2 separate regions of the Ovis aries genome follow, and region 2 is linked to region 1. The links are chromatin contacts, called in public Hi-C maps. All regions are on one chromosome and are shown on one strand. Each heading gives the region's core, a stretch centred on a gene start, on an enhancer-like site or on the middle of the called end of the contact. The rest is flanking DNA. Distances are from core to core; before and after follow the strand shown. Region 1 has its middle 61 kb from the start of DAPL1. Region 2 has its middle 64 kb from the start of UPP2.

The links. Hi-C and Micro-C count contacts between places; a contact is called where the count stands out from the background.
Region 2: a Hi-C map of hypothalamus shows a contact between it and region 1, with 5 times the contacts expected there. The contact joins two enhancer-like sites. A contact is called at or near these places in 12 of 16 Hi-C or Micro-C datasets (blood, hypothalamus, liver and 6 more).

The regions. Positions count from the first base shown.
Region 1 is chr2:150,928,307-150,932,431 of ARS-UI_Ramb_v3.0, reverse strand. No RefSeq gene overlaps it. Among named protein-coding and RNA genes, the nearest start is that of DAPL1, 61 kb to the right of the region's middle. Within about 2 kb of position 2,346, at least 17 of the 54 cell types and tissues checked have an H3K27ac peak or open chromatin away from gene starts, as enhancers often do. A contact at or near this core is called in hypothalamus, where this site is marked.
Region 2 is chr2:151,697,646-151,701,770 of ARS-UI_Ramb_v3.0, reverse strand. No RefSeq gene overlaps it. Among named protein-coding and RNA genes, the nearest start is that of UPP2, 64 kb to the right of the region's middle. Within about 2 kb of position 2,435, at least 5 of the 54 cell types and tissues checked have an H3K27ac peak or open chromatin away from gene starts, as enhancers often do. A contact at or near this core is called in hypothalamus, where this site is marked.

The sequences.
Region 1 (4,125 bases), core at 1,097-3,596:
ATGGTGATTGCAGCCATGAAATTAAAAGACACTTACTCCTTGGAAGGAAAGTTATGAGCAACCTAGACAGCATATTAAAAAGCAGAGACATTAGTTTGTCCATAAAGGTCCATCTAGTCAAGGCTATGGTTTTCCAGTATTCATGTATGGATGTGAGAGTTGGACTATAAAGAAAGCTGAGTGTCGAAGAATTGATGCTTTTGAACTGTGTTGTTGGAGAAGACTCTTGAGAGTCCCTTGGACTGCAAGGAGATCCAACCAGTCTATCCTAAAGGAGATCAGTCCTGGGTGTTCACTGAAGGACTGATGTTGAAGCTGATACTCCAATACTTTGGCCACCTGATGTGAAGAGCTGACTCGTTTGAAAAGACCCTGATACTGGGAAAGATTGAGGGCAGGAAGAGAAGGGGACAACAGAGGATGAGATAGTTGGATGGTATCACCGACTCAGTGGACATGAGTTTGGGTAAACTCTGGGAGTTGGTGATGGACAGGGAAGCCTGGCATGCTGCTGTTCATGGGGTTGTAGAGTCGGGCATGACTGAGCAACTGAACTGAACTGAGTTCCTCAGCTTATCAATGACAAATGATTCCTCTTGGATCAAATAGGCCCACTTCTGGAGCTAGAGCTGCAGCTGGGAATGGGGTCTCTTTCCTGGGAAGGCCAAGGGATGGATGGATGATGCTTAGGTAGGTACCACTAACCCAATTCACAGAAAATTGTGAGAATTAAATGAAATCCATGACAGTATTTAGCCCAGCTTCCGGCACAGAGTGAATCTCAGTGAGAGAGTATTTTAAGGTGGAAGGTGGGGAAGAATATCATGGATGAAGTGAAACCAGAAATGAATCGCCTATCTGGAGGCTACAGGTTAAGAGAACATGCTTCTAAATTGCTTAAAATTCTATTCTAATAACTTATCCAGCACCCACCACCTCCCAAACACAAACACTTAGTATGTTAGAGTTAAGACAATGCTCAGGATGCTTCTAAGCACTGCAATAGGAGTCAGAAGACCATTTCCTGGCTGAAAGACACAACTTGTCTGAGCCTTCATTTCCTCCCATTAATTTCCTCTTGGTTAATTGCCATCTCTGAAAGTGGTCTCTCATTGTTCACATGTGCTCACTTGCTTCAGTTGTGTCCGACTCTTTGTGACCCTATGGATAACAGCCCGCCAGTCTGTCCATGGGATTCTCCAGGCAGGAATACTGGAGTGGGTTGCCTTTTCCTCCTCCAGGGGATCTTCCCAACCCAGGGATCAAACTCCCATCTCTTCTCTCTCCTGCGTTGGCAAGCAGGTTCTTTACCACTAGCACCATGGTACTCTTCAACAGGACTTTCTGCAATGATGGAAATGGTTTTGGCGCTGTCCAGTACAGTAGCCACTAGCTGTATGTATGGCCTAGGAGTTGAATTTTCCATTTTCTTTTCTTTTCATTTTAATATAAATAGCCACATGTGGCTAGTGGCTACTGTCATGGATAATAGAACCCTAGACTATAGTTTCCTAGACGCTGAGGCAGAAGTTTCTCCTTCTCCCATATCTCACCCCAGCCTTGAGTCAAGCCCTTGGCGGGCCCTTCATCAGTGCCTCTGACTGACTGATGCCACTTTGCACTGACTCAGAGCAGACCTCCCCCGACACAGCTGTGTGACGGAGGAGAGAAAAGTGAAGCTACCTTGGGAACAAGAGTGATACACTGCTTGCTCCACTCTGCAGTACTGGATCGCTTTATTATCTGGGTCATTATCAGGTCTGTTCCCGGCTGGGTTTGCATGTGTGCCTGTTAATTGCTTGTGTAAATAAGAATGACCCTGGGTGGTGAGAGGAGCTGCCCCCTCTTCGTCTTCCTGGTGCAGAGCTCTGCATTCTGGGTTGATGGCCTTTGTCCTGGTCTCCTGCGCACTTGAGCCCTTGCTGAGAACATAGAGGCTTTAAAGGGGAGGGAAAAAACCCACTCCAGGAGCTGAGCAGACTGAGTCCGTTCTTCAGCTCCTACCACTGTGTTCTGGAAGTGCCACCGCTAACCCTCTCTTGGGAGAAACAATGGCCCCTGTGAACAGGGCCCTTTCCTGGGAGCTCACGTTACCTCTCTCTCCATGGGCTCACATTACCTCTGTCTCCTCCAGGAAAAGGCCATGGCCGATCCTCAGGTAGATATGATGCCCTCCTCCCTGTTGTCATCAAGATGATCGAAGCCCTGCCATCGTTAGGTTGAATCTAGAAGGGTTTAGACGTGGGGGTTGTTTCTCGGCTTCGGTGAGGAGTAGCTTATTTGTAAACTCTCCCCAGCTTCTGAACTGAACCTTGAAACTCAATTCGCTGATGAAACTGTCTCTTCTCAGGGTATTTATTACGGTGTGTGCGCCACCTAGTGGCTGCTGTCTGAAATGCAGACAGTTCGGCCACCAATCTGTCGTCTCATTTTTCCTGGGTCAAACAAAAGACCTTAGGGAACCTGTCTTTGCTGAGTAAACTCCGTTTTCCTTCTACCTCCTCGCAGATGACCCTCTGCGATCCCAAACTCTCCTCTCGTGGAGCTCTCGTCCTAAGAGAAGCCTGGACGTCTTCCCGGGACTTTCCAGTGTCTGTCAAAAGAATTTTACAGGCTGCCTTGAGACTTAGAAAGCTGCTCAAGAAAGCATAGATGAGCCTTCCTGCTTATGTCCCAGGGCTTCACAAGCTCCCTTGGTGCCAGCGGCACTCTGAGCGGCACTCTGGCTGGGTTCCCCCACGTGGGATTCAGTCACCCAGGACTGAAGGGTGACTAGGGGGCCTTTTATCCTTCTTCCCGGGACCACATCTGCTACACATGGATGATGAGCTGTCCCTGGGGATGGACATCATGTTCAGGGAACCATAGCAAATATTTTATTGAAGTCATTGCTGTTTATTTTGTTTTATTGTGGCAAAATATACATATCATAAAATTTACAGTTTTGACAACTTCTAAGCGTGCAGTTCAGGGGCATTAAATACACGCACAGTGTCATGTAGCTCTCATCAGCTGTCCATCTCAGAGCTTTTTTGCCATTCCCTACCCAAAACCCTCACACTCTCCATGCAGTCACTCCCCATTCCTCCCTGCTGCCTGGCCCTGGTTACGCTGATCCTGCTTTCTGTGAATTTGCCTCATCGAACTAGATACCTTATATAAGCGGAATTATACAATTTTTGCTGTTCTGTGTCTGTCTTAGTCAAATATTTTTAGTTGTGGCTGTTTTACTTGGGCTATAGAGACCTTTCTTTTCTGTTTTCTCTGGAGGAGAAACGGGAAAGGAGTCAGCAAAATGAACTTAAACCTTGCCCTTGAGCCCGCGCCAGCCCTGGATGTGCTCTGCGGCTGGGTGTGCCTCTGAAAACTGCTGTGGTGTCGAGGAAAGGAGGAGCCACCAACCGAAATCTCTCAAAACAAACAAGGAAGAGTCCATTGTTCAGTGGCTTAGGCGAATCAGGTCTGGCCTGGCATTTCCTGGCCCAGGTTTACAGGGATCCTAAGGAGACAGTTCCTGTGAAGTCTGACGCCAGGGGCTGTCACTGAGGAGCCTGTGGGGACCTAGAGGGTCTGACTCTGATGGTTTGTGGCCGGGCAGGCAAGAGACAGCTCTGAGTGTCTGGATTTGGTGGTGGAGTGGCTTTGGGGTCTGTGTGACTGGAGGTAGCCTGAGGATTCAAGGGGGTTTGTGTCTATACTTCTTTCTTCCTCTATTCTGTAGGAACAAATTGTTTACCTATTGCATGAACAGAAAGGACCCTTTGGTAGAAACGGCTATTATTATGTGTGTAGGTTTCAACTCTGTTATGGAACTATAATTCTGAAAATGACACTTCCCAGGGAAAAAAGGGTTTAGAGTGCCAGAGTGAGTCATTGTACTGGTAACAATTAACACTTACACAGCATTTAAATGGCTTATAAAGCACTTTTCACTCACATGATCTCATTTTTCATCCCAAAGAACAGAAAGAGGCAAGAAGCATCTATAAATGGCACCAGGAAATGGTATATCATTTATTGGTGTCAATTAAGTGGTGGTTATCTCAGATCTGCCCATGGGCTTCAACTCTTTTCCTTGGCTGAAAAGAGGGATGCACTAGGAAGTTCTCCCAGGAACAAGGAAAC
Region 2 (4,125 bases), core at 1,186-3,685, 770 kb before region 1:
GGAAGAGGATAAAACACAGAGGAGAAGGTGTATATGCCCTACATGCTTGGATTCAAGTTCACAGCAAGGTCAGTAATTATTTTCCTTCTTTCGTGATTTTAATTTTAGCATTTAACCTTCCACTGTGATTTTCCACTGAGATATTTAGGTAGATTTTTTTTTTTTAAGCTTGGCTTTGCGATTTAAGTTTTTAAATTTTCTTTTATCACTTCTTTCTACTAACTCTTAGTAGAAATAGATTTTTTTCCCTGATGGAAGAAAGGGGAGAGCTAGTGTCATGCTATTGGCATAGAAAGGTAATGCATAGGACTTCCCTGGTGGACCAGTGGTTAAATGCAGGGGGCACTGGCTCGATACCTGCTAGGGGAAGATCTGAAATGCTGAGAAAAAAGAAAAAAAAGGTAATGCATGGGTACACACCAAAGGAAAAACAGAGGGTAAGGCCTCTATTTCAGTAAAAATGTCTTACAATAGTAATCTCTAGAAAGGATTTTTATCTGTTCTGAACACAATTGAAATAAGGTTAAATCAGATCATTATCATTTCTTATAATTAGAAAATATATTGATCTCCAAAGAGTCATGGGATCTGTATATATTTCCTTACAAAAGAGTCTTCACAAGCCAATAAATGGAAACCACATCATAAGGTCACTAAGTTATTTTTTTCAAATGGAGTCAATGAAGTGTAAAGGGACGACATTTCCTAAATCAGTAGCTTCTAAATCTTTTGACCACCATGTGAAGAGAAGTATATTTTACATCTTTATATATATATATATATATATATATATATATAGTATTATATATATTTATATTTTCATGAAGATAAAATGCAAATTCCAGAATCGATCCTGGGATGTTCTAATCCTTAGGTCTACCGTAGGGAAACCCTAAACCTGGCTTCTAAATATCTTCCTCAAAGATGCTGATGAATGTATCCCCTTGGAGCACATCTGGAAGAACATAAGAGTAATAGCACATAGGGTTTGAGTAAAACAAAGACCTGGGCTCCCAGGAACTTGTTTCTCCTTTTGACCAAAAACAGAGTTTAAGGAGTCACAAGGTTTCCTTCAACTAACCCACTCAAGCCACTTAGAACAGCTGTCTTTCCCCAAACTGTAAGGAAATCTCCACAAGTTGACCTGCAGAGGGGCAGATTGGGATGTGAACTTCATGGGAAAAGATCTTATTAGAAGTCGTTTAGTTTAATTAGCAGTAGGGCCCCAACCTTGGGAAAACCCAGCAGAAGTCTAAGTGGCAGATTTCACAATGGCCACGAGGTGGCGATCTTCTGCATCTATTTGAAATGCTCTTGTTACCCAGTTTTAGCTTACTTTCAATATTAAACACATCATTAATTTTAAAAGTGTGTATTAATTTTAAAAGGATGCAGGTAGATATGATTTAACAGGTGAGACTTCAAACTTGCATTTCACTCAAATACTGACATGCTCTAGATGGAGGAATTTAGTGAGATTTCCACATCAGACCCCAGAAAAAGATAAAAATCTGTTTGAGAAAAGGTTGCGGTCCTTGCAAAATGAAAAGTGTCACTCAAAGAAAGTGTCTTAAAAGCTTTCTGGGAAGATGGTTTTCTTGAGAAGTAGCAGATGCACTTTGGTCATTGAAAAATAAAAAAGCATCATGTGGTAAAACTCCCTTTTCCCTGGTCCGTAGTCAAGATCAGAAAATGAAAGAGAGCGAGTAGGGGAAGAGAGAGAGGAAGAGAGGAAGGAGGAAGGGAAGAAGGAAAGAAAGGAAGGAAGGAAGCAAGAAGAAAAAAGCTCTGGGTAAACATACTAGCACCAGAAAATAAGAGCCACGCTGAAGTGAAACGAAGAGCCAAACTGTGGCACGGCTTGTGCGGACCTGAACCTTCTTCCCAGCCATTCTAGTGAGTTCCCCAGGAGGAACAGCAGCAGGTGGGGAAGCCAGTGGGCTGGAAGCAGAAAGAAGCCTTGGGATCACCACAGCTCAGCCTCAAGCTGTGCAGCACAGCCTTGGACCACCGGAAGGCCAAGTCACTGCCAAGATCACTGTGAGCCGGGGATCCCAGGAGCAGAGAGGCTAGCACTTGTGCTTACAGTGAGGTTAAGGCACCATTCCACAGGGACAGGCTGCAAAAGACTGTAAGAACCTCAGGCCAGCAGAGAGTGAAGGGGACAGCGTGGTCTTTGGGCTGTATTTGTACACATCTGTACACAATTGGCTTGATCTGTTCTAGTGAAAGTGTCAGTCTCTCAGTCGTGTCTGACTCTGCAACCCCGTGGACTGTAGCCCGCCAGGCTCCCCTGTCCAAGGACTCCTTCAGGCAAGAATACTGGAGTGGGTTGCCATTCCCTTCTCCATGGGATCTTCCAAGTTTGGTGCGGGAGCAGCCACAGGCCACAGCCTCACACTGAGAAAATACAATTCAGTGAGCGAACAATGTATTGGAGGAGGTTAGTAGGAGAGGGCTGTAGAGAGGGACAAGTCACACCCTCACTCTCTAAGGGCACAAGGGAAAGCTGGCTTCACATCCTGCCCCTGCCTCTCCCTGCTTCCTCTTCCATTGTGCTCTTGGTCAGGACAGGAAATGGCAGGAGAAAGAAAACTCTTTGAAAGAAGAAGAGCTGAGAAGGCTATTGTCTTAGAAGTTTGTAGAGTGCAGGAAAGAAAGAAAACCTTTCTCTTTTCTCTTATTCCCCCAGGGTGGGGCCAGAGGAAAGCCACAAGGTCCTGCTTGTTTTGAGGGACAGCCATCCTTTGGTTCAGGGGAAATCAGACAAGAGAGGATAGTGGTTGTCTGCAGAGAGGATAGCGGTTCTCTACACAGATCTAGTGTGTCTCAGGACTGCAGCCCAGGAGAACCTTCCCTGTGCTGCTGGGCAGCTGGAGGAGATGCTCACATGGCTGAGGAGAGGGGATACCTAAGAGACACCCCTGCCTTGGCAAGACCCTCTTCTATCGTGTTATCCATGGATCCAGGGAGATGAACTACTCAACGCTAGGCACACAGAAAGAACCTACTTGCCGAGCAGAAATGGAGATGCAGGCATAAGACTTGTGGACACAGTTGGGGAAGGAAAGGGAAGGATGACCTGAAAGAGTAATACTGGAACATATACGTTACCATATGTAAAACAGTCAGTGGGAATTTGCTGTATGATGCAGGGAGCTCAAATTAGGTACTCTGTGACAACCTGGAGGGATGGGGTGGGAGGTGGGAGGGAGGTTCAAGAAGGAGGGGGTCATATGTATACCTATGTCTGATTCATGTTGATGTATGGCAGAAACCAAACACGATATTGTAATGCAATTCTCCTCCAATTAAAAATTAAAATTGAAAAAAATCTTTCCAACTCTTGTGAGACTGCTGGGCCATATTTAAAGTAAAATACAGTAGGTGATACAAAGACAAGCAGTTCATTTAATGACCTTTAAATGAAAACCTTATCCCACACGCAGTATGAAAAATGCCTTGTCTTTGGGCATTTGGTTCTCTGACCTGGGGTGTCTCTTAGGTATCCCCTCTCCTCAGCCATGTGAGCATCTCCTCCAGCTGCCCAGCAGCACAGGGAAGGTTCTCCTGGGCTGCAGTCCTGAGACACACTAGATCTGTGTAGAGAACCATGTATCACTGACCTGGGCTGATTTCCTTACACTCAGGCAGTCAGCCCAGAGGCAGAAATGGAGAAACATAGAGGATGTTCACTATAAGAACCAATTTTTTTGGTCTTCATTGGTTTTTACCTTGCATGGCAGACTTCATGTTTGAAGATGAAGTTTCTGATCCACAATATGGGGGTGAGGGTGGTGTTCAGAGTGATTTTCTGATGAGTGGGAGTGGATTTGCATGAACTTTTTCACAGTGTCCCCTCTAGTCTCTGCATATCCATCAGTATTGTACAGGCAGTGTGTGTGTATGCTCAATCACTCAGTTGTGTCTGCCTCTTTGAGACCCCATAAACTAGAGCGCATCAGGCTCCTCTGTGCATGGAATTTCCCTGGCAAGAATACTGGAGTGGGTTGCCATTTCCTCCTCCAGGGGATCTTCCCCACCCAGGGATCGAACCCATGTCTTTTGCATCTCTTGCATGGCAGGTGGATTCTTTACCACTGTGCCACCTGGAAGCCTACAGGC